2 separate regions of the Mus musculus genome follow, and region 1 is linked to region 2. Evidence: chromatin contacts called from public HiChIP or PLAC-seq data. All regions are on one chromosome and are shown on one strand. Each heading gives the region's core, a stretch centred on a gene start, on an enhancer-like site or on the middle of the called end of the contact. The rest is flanking DNA. Distances are from core to core; before and after follow the strand shown. Region 1 overlaps Vps54 (VPS54 GARP complex subunit). Region 2 has its middle 56 kb from the start of Peli1.

Region 1 (5,782 bases), core at 2,039-4,538, 220 kb after region 2:
ATTTGTGAGTTTGAGGTCAGCCTGGTCCAGAGTGAGTTTTAGTATAGCCAGGGCTACACAGAAAAACCTTGTCTCAGAAAAATTAACCCTCACTAACATTTGTCATAAGAATCAACAATGGTGTCCATCACTGAGCTCCTCCTCATAGAGTGAATGGTTGAGTGAATTAAGAAATCATTTTATTAAATGGCAGCATGAATTGAAACTATACAGACCTAGCTCTATTCGTAGTATGAGTGCTTTGGTAACCACAATTAAAACTTCTTTAAAGAATTGTCAAGCTTCACTTTACTGTGTGATTTTTGTTTGTTTGTTAGAAGGAACAAAAAGGCCTAAATTTGCTTATGATGCATGACTGATGGAAATATTTAGCAAAGCAGATAGTTTAACAGTGTGCTTTGTTTCTTCTAAGTATTTTCTTTGTGTGTATGTGTGTGTGTATACACATAAAGATACATATGTATGTGTGGGTGTACATGTATGCACATGCATGTGTAATCAAGAGGGAACAGCCTTCGGTGTTGTTCCTCTGGTACCATCAACCTTCTAGAATTTGGGACAGTGTCTCTTACTGGTCTGGAACTCAGTAGGCTAGGCTGGCTGACTGTTATACTATAGTTATAGTTATACTATAGATAATTAGATAGATATAGATAAAAATTAGTTATACTATAGATAATCATTTCTTTTTAATTAAGTGTTTGACTATTGGAAATTTTTACTTTAAAAAATTCTAGGGAATATATATATATATATACACACACATACATATATATATGTATATACATATATATGTGTGTATATATTATTAGAGATTGAACCCAAGGCCTCTGTGTATACCAGGCAAGAAGTATACCACTTAATCATGTCCTCATGGGCTGGTTAGTTTTCTGTCTGCTTGACACAAGCTAGGATCATCTGGGAAGAGGAAACATCAATTAGAAAATACTCCTATCAGATTGGCCTGTAGGCAAGCCTGTGGATCATTTTCCTGATTAATGTGAGAGGGACCAGCCCACTGTGGACCATGCTAACCCTGGGCTGCATAAGAAAGCTAGGAACTGATCAAGCCTTAGGGACAAACCAGGATCTCCGTACCAGTTTCTTCCTCAGGCTCCCCCATTGATGGACTGTGTATGGTTGACGTATTAGCTAGCTAGATAAGCCCTTTCCTCCCCAAGTTGCTTTTGGTCACAGTTCTTATCACAGCATAGAAAGCAAATTGGAATACCCCTTCCACCACCTCTTTTTTTTATTTTTGGGCAAGATCTGGTTTTGAACTCTATAATGTAGGTGGGTTTGAAATCACACTATTAACAAGATGATTGAAGTTGCAGTTTTCTTGTCTTAGCCTGTCTAGTGTATAAACTGAGGATATTACCACCTCAAGTTATGGTTGAAGGAGAGACTGAGGAGGAGAAAGAGACAACTAAGAGAGATGGGCGAGAGAAAGGGGACCAAAAGAGTGCATAGCTGAAAGAAATAGTAGAGTTTAAGGGAATGAATGAGAAGCTCAGGGGAGGAGATCCCATGAGCTGAAGTTAATAAGGTAGACTCAGGGTGCCAGTATGCATGGACTCAATCTGTAACACGTACTTGTTTTTGTTTTTGTATTTTTCTTTCTTTGTTTTTTTTTTTTTTCTAAGTTTTTTTTTTATTATTATTTTTATTTTTGAGTACACTGTAGCTATCTTCAGACACACCAGAAGAGGGCATCAGATCCCATTACCAATGGCTGTGAGCCACCATGTAGTTGGTGGGAATTGAACTCAGAACCTCTGAAAGAGCACTCAGTGCTCTTAACCACTGAGCCATCTCTCCAGCCTTGTAGCAGGTTCTTGTGATACTGAGGAAGCCTGGAGGCCAGCATGTGCTTTGGTGTGCTAACAGGCACCACAGATAGCTGATGGTCCTGGGTTTGTTTTGGACCTGACACCTAGGAACTGAGATGATAGGCTAATGCTGGAATTATTTTTAATTATAGTCTCAAATGTATGTATATTTGTTTTCTTTGGATGTGTAATTTAGAAATGAAATTTAAAGTAACCTTTGATGGGAGAAAGGGGAGAAGATGATATGAATATTTTAGAAGGGCACAGTACAGCCTTCGCACATCTTAAAGGACAGGTAGACCACCTTTTCTGAAAGAGTGTATCTATGGGAAATAAAGAGTAAGATGATCAACAAGGGAAGGTAAGTCAACATTAGATTGTAAGAGTCTGGAGTACTACTTAATGAAACTTGAGATTAGTTTGGGAAGTAATAATTTTTAAAAGTTTTTGAGCTGAAGTATAACAACAGGAAGTATAAGTATAATTTAGTGGATTAATTCTAAAATTCTATATATAGTAGTTTAGACTGGAAGCAGAGGGACCAGTTAGAAGTCTGTAGAATGACATAGGACAGGCAATTTTAGATTGTACACTAAGGTATCACATGTGTTGAGTAGGAGAAAAGAAATTAAATTAGTATATTTGGCTAATGCTAAGCATAAAGAAATTTCTGATATTTTCAATACTATTAATACAATTAAGAAAATTAATGATTTCAAAATACCACTAAGTATCTAATTCATATTAAAAGTTTCAGGTATATTGCCTTTTTTTTTTTTTTTATATAGCAGGATTTAGTCAAGTATGACTGCCTTTAGGGATGGAGAATAAACTAGAAAAAAGTATGATGACACATATGTATGAAAGTGCCATAATGAAGCCCATTATTTTGTATGGCAACTTAAAAAATTAATAGTATGTAGCTGTATTTAAGCTACTTTAGTAAGATGTGTTGTGTAGATTCAAAATATTAAACAAGAATAATAAAGTGGACCTTTTTATTGATTTATGTGTAATCTTAAGGATAATTTAGAGTTGAGTATAAATATTTTTATAATGTCTTCTCTAGGCAGTATCTATCACAGTGTAGAAGTAAGCACATAACTTTTACATCCAATCTAGGTAATGTTTGTAATAAATCCTAAGTGTAGAGAATGGCAATTGAAACTAGAATTTAGGGAATTCCATTTCTGTATATGGTACAATTTTTGTGCAACATTGTAGTGGTGAGTTTGGGTCACACTACTTTGGCTCCTGGCAGGTCGCACACGTGCACACACCCTATCTTTATTCCTGAATGGAAGATAGACAGACAGACAGACAGACAGACTGACATACATACACACAGACACACACCAGTTAATTTTAAAATGCCTTGGCTACCTCAAAGACTGGGCACTCCTAAACCTTCCTTTGTTTTACCCCAGGCACAATTGAGGAAGTGGCCAGTGACCACCCACCCAAATTCTCACATGACTGGTTGGCTTTCTCTCCTGCAGCTCTTGTGTCCCATCTTTCTCCCTTGAGTCATGGCAATGTTCTTTCTCCTTTTTCCCAGTTCCTAGCCCATGCAAATCTTCGCCCAGCCATTGGCCGCTGGCATTTTTTTTTTTAAAGATTTATTTATTTCATGTATGCGAGTACACTGTCGCTGTTTTCAGACACACCAGAAGAGGGCATTGGATCCCCATTACAGATGGTCATGAGCTACCATGTGGGTTCTTAGAATTGAACTCATGACCTCTGGAAGAGCAATCAGTGCTCTTAACCAGCCATCTCTCCAGCCCAGGTGCTGGCATCTTTATTGATTGATCAAAAGCCAATTGAGGACAAGGGCCTTCAGGGTTTGGTCTGATTAAATCAAAGCATTAGAACCAATCCCCACCCCAACGTGAACTGAAACTGTTTGATAAGTTTTTTCCATATTTGAAGTTATGCAGTAATGTCATCTTGAGGTACATTAAGTAGTGTTTACAAATTGAGTAGTTTTTTTCTGCATACTTACATTTTGTACTAGTATTTTACAAATATGTAATTTCCTTTCCTTAAACTTTTACTTTGAAAATCATATGGAAAAACAAAAGAATGTTCAATACTCAATATATTTTACCTTGTTTTTATATTTTGTCAGATTTGTTTTATGTGAATTCTTTGCTTAATCACGTAAAAGGAAGTTACAGGTAGTGAGATATATCACTTGTAAATACTTTTCTTATTTTAATGCTAAGCATAAAGATATTTACGGTATGTTTTGTACTTTTGTTGTTTTAAATGTATATGATTACTCTGTCACTATCTTTAGACACCCTGGAAGAGGGCATCCCATTATGGATGGTTGTGAGACACTATGTGTTTGACTGGGAATTGAACTCACAACCTCTTAATCACTCATCTATCTCTCCAGCCTTTTTTTTTTTCCCAATACTGTTAATATAACTAAGAAAATTAATGATTTCAAAATACATTTTATAGCCAATTCATATTAAAAGTTCCAAGAGTTTCTCAAAGCCATTTTATAAAAAACAGGATTCAATAAAGTATAACTGCTTTTTAGTTGTTGGCACTTTACTAATTTAGTCCAGAATGACTTATTAAAATCAATAAGTAACCAGATTAGTTTTCTTATAGCCTTATGGTTTTGATTTGGTTGTTTCCTCCTTAAAGGCTTAAATTGTAATCTCCTGTTTTCTGTTATTATTATTATTTTTTTCTGTAAACTGAAAGCTAGGCCTTTAGCAAATAGGTCAGTAATGATGCCTTTAAAGACTCCAATGTCTGTGTATTTTCTTAGCAGCATTGCTACGCTCTCTGGTCGAGTCAACTGGACAAGCCGAAAGGCTTAAAAGTCACTCATGAGGCAAAAGAGTTTCAAGGAAGCTCTCCTCCTGGAGGCTAGTGTTCTCTACCCATACATTAATTTTTCATTCCCGAGTTCCAGTACCACGCTAGTCTAGAGTATGGATCCACGTGCTCTCTTTCAGTATCTTCCTATAAGTGCTCTGACATGGCTAAAGCCTTCCGCCAGTGTTCCAACAGTCCAAGGGCATCCTTGACCAAGATCAAGGGTTTAGAATTCAGCAAGATTGTAAAAGCTAAGTCACTCCCTTACACAGGAATTTACCATCACTTAGGAAGAAGGAAGTTTCAGACCAAAGGAGAAACCAGAATAGATACTATAGCAGAGTTACACCCATACACATATTTACAATGGCCTAAGGGGAAGGTGGACTATACAAGAGACTAAAATAGGAACTGTGGCAAGGACGCGAAGCCCTTGACCCTGGCTTCTAAGATTAGTGAATTTTAGGTGGAGCCCTTGTTGATCCCAGCTGTTATCAATGTATTCTATCCTGGGTGGTTCCCGTTAGACCTTTTGTGTTTGCATTCCTCTGTTTTATGTAAGATTCCAGTTACCTCAATTGTACCTTGCGAATATGTCACCCAACTTCCTTATTGTCCTCTGCATAAAAAGTCTGATGCTCGAGTTGTAAAATTACATTCAGATTCCACACAAACTCTCCTGCGTGTGTCTGTCTGTCATCATCCACGCTTTGCCCACCCGCGTCGAGAGACCCCGTTCCACGCAGACATAGGGACCCAAAAGGTCTGCGGCACAGCATCTCCCCCATTCTCTTGCGTGTGCTGTGTAGACTAGGTTAGCCTTGAACTCACAGAGATGAAAGGTGTGCTCCCCAATGTATTTTTTACACTAGATAAGATGCTTGATTGGTTGTTTCCTGTACAAAAAATGGTGAAAGAGATTTTTCTGGTAACCCTGAAAAATAACAGTTTTTACCAAACTGTAAAGAAGTCCAAGTGGATGAGCCTGTTTGCTGTGGGTTCTAGCTTTGTATCTTTGTTTCTTATTTATAACTCTTTTAAAAAGAGAATTGGTGCCGGGCGTGGTGGCACACGCCTTTAATCCCAGCACTCGGGAGGCAGGGGCGGGC
Region 2 (5,767 bases), core at 1,015-3,514:
TGCAGCCTTTGGGACTTCCCAGGACCATGTTCCTCACTTCCGTGGTGGCCTCCAGCACCCCAGATGCTGCTCACTCCTCTGGTGGAACTGAAAATACTCGCAGTACTTTGCAAAGGTCACCTGTTGTGAATAATCTATCCTCTTGAGGACCCAGACCACATGAGCACACAAGTACATGTGAGAGTGTACACATATACCTGTATACACATACATGCATGCATGCACACATGCATACACACAGGCATTAATTTGGCAGGTTTAAAGGCAATTAAGAGTCAGGAAAGTAGTTGAACTGTAGAATACAGTTTCCAGAAAATTAAGTAAACCTCCTCCACTCAGGGTCAGAGAAAGGCTGGACCTGCCCCCCAGGGAAGTAATTCTAAGGACCTTGATAAAATGAACAAAGCTAGGGTAGCAAGCAGGGTTAAATGGAAAAGTTCTCTAGGAGAAAGAACTAGTTAGGTGGTTTGACTGATGTAACTTGCATATGTTTATTCTCAGCACCTTCCGGGTCAGCAGGAGTTCCCCCGATGCAGTAAAGAGGACCTGCTGGCTACAGTGGCCATCAGTAAAGACCACCCATACTGCTTCAAAAAATATTTTTGGTTTTGAGGCTCTGCTCCTTCCCACCACTTTGTTCCCACCACTTTAAAGACCCATGAAAAAGCCCCAAATTTTGATACAAACTCATGGCTGAATGACTATGAATATGGACTTTGGGCATTCCACACACTTGGAGCGCTGTTTAAAACCAGCCAGGGTTTCTCTAGAGTGCTGAGTCCAGGCAATAACATCATCATCATCATCATCATATTCTCTCTCTCTCTCTCTCTCTCTCTCTCTCTCTCTCTCTCTCCCCCCTTACACTTTTCTAAAATCAGCAAGTGACTATATAATGGCTTACTATACTGGCTGGTTTTGTGTCTACTCCACACAGACAGAGTCATCAGAGAGGAAGGAGCCTCAGTTGAGGAAATCTCTCCATGAGACCCAGTTGTAAGGCATTTTCTAAATTAGTGATCAATGAGAAAGATGGGGGAGGCCCAAGGCCATGGTATGTAGTGCCAATTCTGTAAGAAAGCAGGCTGAGCAAACCATGGGAAGCAAACCAGTAAGCAGCACTCCTCCAAGGCCTCTGCATCAGCTCCTGCCTCCAGGATCCTGCCCTATTTCAGTTTCTGTTCTGACTTCCTTCAATAATGAACAGCAATATAGGAGTGTATGCCAAATAAACCCTTTTCTCCCCCTCCCCCAAATAATAAATAAATAAATAAATAAATACCAGCCAGGGAAAGGTAGCTGTCTGCTACCCCCCACCCCCACCCACCCCGCTGGTTAATTAGGTCTAATGAGGCCTACTTCTCCGGACTTTTACCAGAATCAAATGAGAAGGGAACGCAAACTCCCCGGCACCGTGCTTATCACACTTGGGCGCTCCGTGAGCGGCAGCGCCCTGTTATTAAGTGAAAGAGAAAGGGGCATTGAGGGTGTGGCATGTGCAGGGGCATGCGGTGCTTGCCTAGCCTTTGTGACGATCTGAGTTCCATCCCCAGCACTTTTTATTTTTAATTATGTGCATGTGGGTATGTGCACATATGTGCATGTTGTGCAGGCCAGAGGCCTCATTTGTTCCGAAGCTAGAGTCTCTACTGGGTGTGAGTAGATGCACTATGCAAATACTGGGACCCAAACTCCAATGCTCTCAGGCATCTCTCCAGCTCCTAGTGGTTTCTGTTAACAGAGGCATTTCAAGCTCCTTTAAATCAGGAGCGACAAATCTATGAAACAATCTTTTCTGTGGCACACGAATGACAAGCTATACTCCAAATACTTCTGTAATTTTCAGTGTTATCCACCCAAATCTCTCAGCAAGGTTCCCGGGGCCTGGCTTACAAATTCAATGTCACAGTGGCCCAGAACTAGGAGTAGGGAGGAGGTGTGCATCACTGTATTATAAACACGTTCGTTTTCCCTCTGCTGAGAGCAGAGACCGCTGGGAAACAGGAAGTCGTGGTGCGCCAAAAAGAAACCTCCCCAAATGGGAGATCAGCAGTAAATCTCTCCAGGCTACACTGTGGTCAGAAGGTGGGAAATTCCTCCACCTGCCCCCACAAACAGTCCCTCGGGAAAGCTTAGACAAGGTTAGTTTGGGAAATTCCCTCAGAGACAGAATGGAGAAGGAAAGCTGCTTGTGAAGAGAAAGCCAATTAGCAGCTGCTGGGGCCAGGGCGAGGGAGATGATGCTCCAAGGCAACCAATCCCTTACATCTCCAACCTGCTGGTTAACCCAAGGAATTAATGCCTGGGTCTCCTGGCTTGTGGCCTGTGGCCTGAGCCTGAGCCAGATTCACTTCCTGTTAGGCACTCCCGTGACCCCCCGCCCACACCCACTCCAGAGGAAAGCAGCCACAGTTGGACCTGTGAGTTTCCCCCGTTGTCCTGCTTAGCAAGCTCATCAGGTTTTACTGGGTTCTAATCTAAATGTGACCTCCTGGTCACATTCTTAACTGCAGTTAAGCTCCAAGGGGTAGAGAGGAATCCTTTCCACAGAGAAGAAGAAGAAGGGGGGGGGGAGGGGGAGACGACGGCGACTCACACGCAGATTTACAGATCTACGATTATGGAGGATTAAAATGATATATCCACAGATGAGTTGGCACAGAGAAACTGCAAAAATGCTTTGGGGGAAGGGTCCTGGCCAGAAATGCCTTTTCAACCCCCATCTACATATGCAAGACAGACACTTGCGCGGGTCAGGACTGCTTGCTGGGCCCATAAATCATGCCCATTTTGGATCATAAACCATGCTCCTATTTGATGTTTTGTTGTATGTGAAGGCTGAGAGCAGGGGAGGGTTGGGAGGTGGAGGTTGGGAGAAGTCGTTTTGTTCTTTGTTTTTGTTTTGATTGTTGGAGACAGGGTCTTGCTACATATCCCCCAGGCTGGCCTCGAACTCACTGTGCAACCCAGGCTGGCCTCAGATTCTTGTCAGGCCTCCCACCTCAGGCTCCAGGGTGCTGGAATTAAAACAGAATGTCACCAAAACTGGGCTTTCCTTTTCTGTGTGACTTAAATGGCTGTTTCAGCAAGATGACAAAAATGAGATTTTGGTAGAAGACAAATATAAACAGACTTCCTTATGGCAATTTAAACTTATCTTACTATATACTTATGCAAATAGATCTTAAACGTAGGAAAGAATGTCTTAAAGGAGACTAGTAAGAAAGTGTGCTCTATTGGAGCACATGCACCCTTTTTTGTTGTTGTTTTTTTTTTGTTTGTTTTGTTTTGTTTTGTTTTTTTGAGACAGGGTTTCTCTGTGTAGCCCTGGCTATCCTGGAACTCACTCTGTAGACCAGGCTGACCTCGAACTCAGAAATCTGCCTGCCTCTGCCTCCTGAGTGCTGGGATTAAAGGCATGCACTCCTTTTAAATAAGGGATTAAAGGATTAAAACCACACCCGGCTCAAATGCATCCTTTTATGTGACTATACCTAGCCATTCAGTAATTAGTGATGGTGGATTCTACTTCCAGTTTCACATGCCTTTAACACACACTGGGAAGACCACTATTTTGATGTTTTCAGACATTGTTCTCATTCTTCATTCACCTTAATGTCTTTATTTATTTCTTCCTTTTTTTTTTTTTTTTTTCTTTCTTCTCTTTGTAGCCCTGGCTATCCTGGAACTTGCTCTGTAGAACAATGCTGGCCTCTGGCCTCGAACTCAGAGATCCACATACCTCTGCCTCCTGAGTGCTGGGATTAAAAGTGTGTACCACTACTGCCTGGCTAATTTCTGAGTTTCTATTAGAACTGATTTTCCAAAAATTGAAAAGATTCTCAGATACCTAATTGTCCCTGATTAGAAAAGGCTGGAAGTTTCTAGTCTGTATCTTCCTTGTGATTTGAATAGTCTTTAAATGCAGCTGATATAACCAAGAAGAATTATGACGGTCAGACTCAACCTCCCATTCAGGCCCCTACTCCTAAACATTGTGCAAAGTCAATATATCCTCAAGGGATGCCATTTCTATTTCTTACCTGGAAGCCTCTGAGGTCTTCAATTTTCAACTCCTAACAAGAACACATAATATTTCTGACTTCAGGGGGACATATTTAAAATTTGTTTTCTGCAGTACTATAGTTATAGATGTAAAATTAATTAAATAATGATGTATATCAGAGGGAGGAAGCCTTTGGTGGGGACACAGATGCAATGGATTGGGTGTAAGCAGACTCCAACATGGATCTGGGAGGAGTAAACTAATAATAAAAGGAAAGCACGGGGCAACCTTGATCGGAACAAGTCATTTGCCTCTGCCCCTGGAAGTTTGTAGTGTTTTAAACAATTGTAAACATGCCAGTGTACATGGATACTGTTCCCATAGCAACATAGCAACAGTTAGGAGTTTCTCCAAACATACCAAAAAGGAAACTAAAAATAGCTCGCCTTCGACATCAAAATATGCACATATACATATTCAGCAGTGTACACAGAATGATGTGTTATTAGAAGTTCTGCAGACAGCAGCCTTTCACAAAGCATGCCACAGTTAGCTTTAAAGAAAAAAAAAAAACAAACAAAAAAACCAACCAACCAACCAAACAAACAAACAAAACCAAGGAGTCCTCACCCCAACCCACTGAGGAGCTATTGGTAAGTGATGGCTGCCAGGGACGAGGAAGAGTCAGTTTTCTTCAAGTGCAGCCCTTGATAGGCTGCCTGTGTCCCCGTGGGTGGCCTGCATCCCTGCACACACTGCCACTGTGGAGACTCAGTCAAGAAAGAGTGCACAGCACTGGGAAGAAAAAGGGCTTTGGGCCATGAGAGGAGTTGGACTTGATTTGGTAAAAACAATGACGTTCTCACTACAATAAGTTTTCAAGAGAAAACAATTAGTTCTTTCAGAAATGGGGTAGAGAGTGGGGTGTGGTGGCTCCTTCCATGACCCCAGCCTTTAAGAAAGAGTGATAGATGGATTGTTGAGACCATCAAGGCCTACAAAGTGAGACTTGTCTAATGGAACAAAACCCGAGTCTGGAAAGGTGGCTCAGCAGCTAAGAGTTCAGATTGCTCTTCTAGAGGACCTAAGTTCAGTTCCCAACACCCGTATCAGTTCGTTCACAACCACACAACACTCCAGGGTTCCCGTGGCCTTTACCTTCCGAAGGCATCTACACTCACACAAACCCACACAGAGCCATATATACACAACTAAAAAAATAATAACAAAAATTTAATTTAAAGAAAGCAAAGGGAGGCTAGAGGTGTAGCTTTGTTGGAGTGCTTGCATAATGGGAACAAAGTCTTAGGCTCTAACTCCTGTACCACAAAAAACTGGATGCAAGAGTCTGGCCTGGAACTTAGAAAAATCCACCTGCCTTGCTTCCCAGAGTGCTGGGATTAATGTTATACACCTCTGTGCCCAATTCATGCCTTATTCTGAGGCCCACTGAGTTAGGGTTGTCTGCACGAGCATAGACAGGATATTACTGAAACATGGGTGACTTACCAGAGATTGTGGCAATAAAGAAAATTACTCACCTTTCCCAAAGCAATCATTAACTGCCAAGAGTCTCCAGGTAGGGGTGGGGCCTTCCGAGCCCCTGTAACCATCCATGAGGTCCAAATAGGTTCAGGCAACCTCAAGCCAAAGTGTCCTTCTCTTTCCACTTCCCCACTTTACGGCAGCACTGAGTTCGAACCTAGGGCATCACACACACATCACACACACACACTCGGGCAAACACTATACCACTGTGAG

The links. HiChIP or PLAC-seq counts read pairs in DNA pulled down with a chosen protein or histone mark.
Region 1: a contact with region 2 is called in an H3K27ac HiChIP or PLAC-seq map of embryonic stem cells, with 6 read pairs. The contact joins two enhancer-like sites. A contact is called at or near these places in 1 of 39 promoter capture datasets (cranial neural crest), 3 of 484 Hi-C or Micro-C datasets (the N1E-115 cell line, embryonic stem cells and nephron progenitors) and 3 of 115 datasets of contacts at active chromatin or transcription factors (bone marrow-derived macrophages, embryonic stem cells and microglia).

The regions. Positions count from the first base shown.
Region 1 is chr11:21,253,318-21,259,099 of GRCm38.p6, forward strand. The region is part of intron 1 of Vps54 (VPS54 GARP complex subunit); the gene reads left to right. Among named protein-coding and RNA genes, the nearest start is that of Vps54, 17 kb to the left of the region's middle. Within about 2 kb of position 3,289, at least 8 of the 459 cell types and tissues checked have an H3K27ac peak or open chromatin away from gene starts, as enhancers often do. A contact at or near this core is called in embryonic stem cells, where this site is marked.
Region 2 is chr11:21,031,962-21,037,728 of GRCm38.p6, forward strand. No RefSeq gene overlaps it. Among named protein-coding and RNA genes, the nearest start is that of Peli1, 56 kb to the right of the region's middle. Within about 2 kb of position 2,265, at least 146 of the 459 cell types and tissues checked have an H3K27ac peak or open chromatin away from gene starts, as enhancers often do. A contact at or near this core is called in embryonic stem cells, where this site is marked.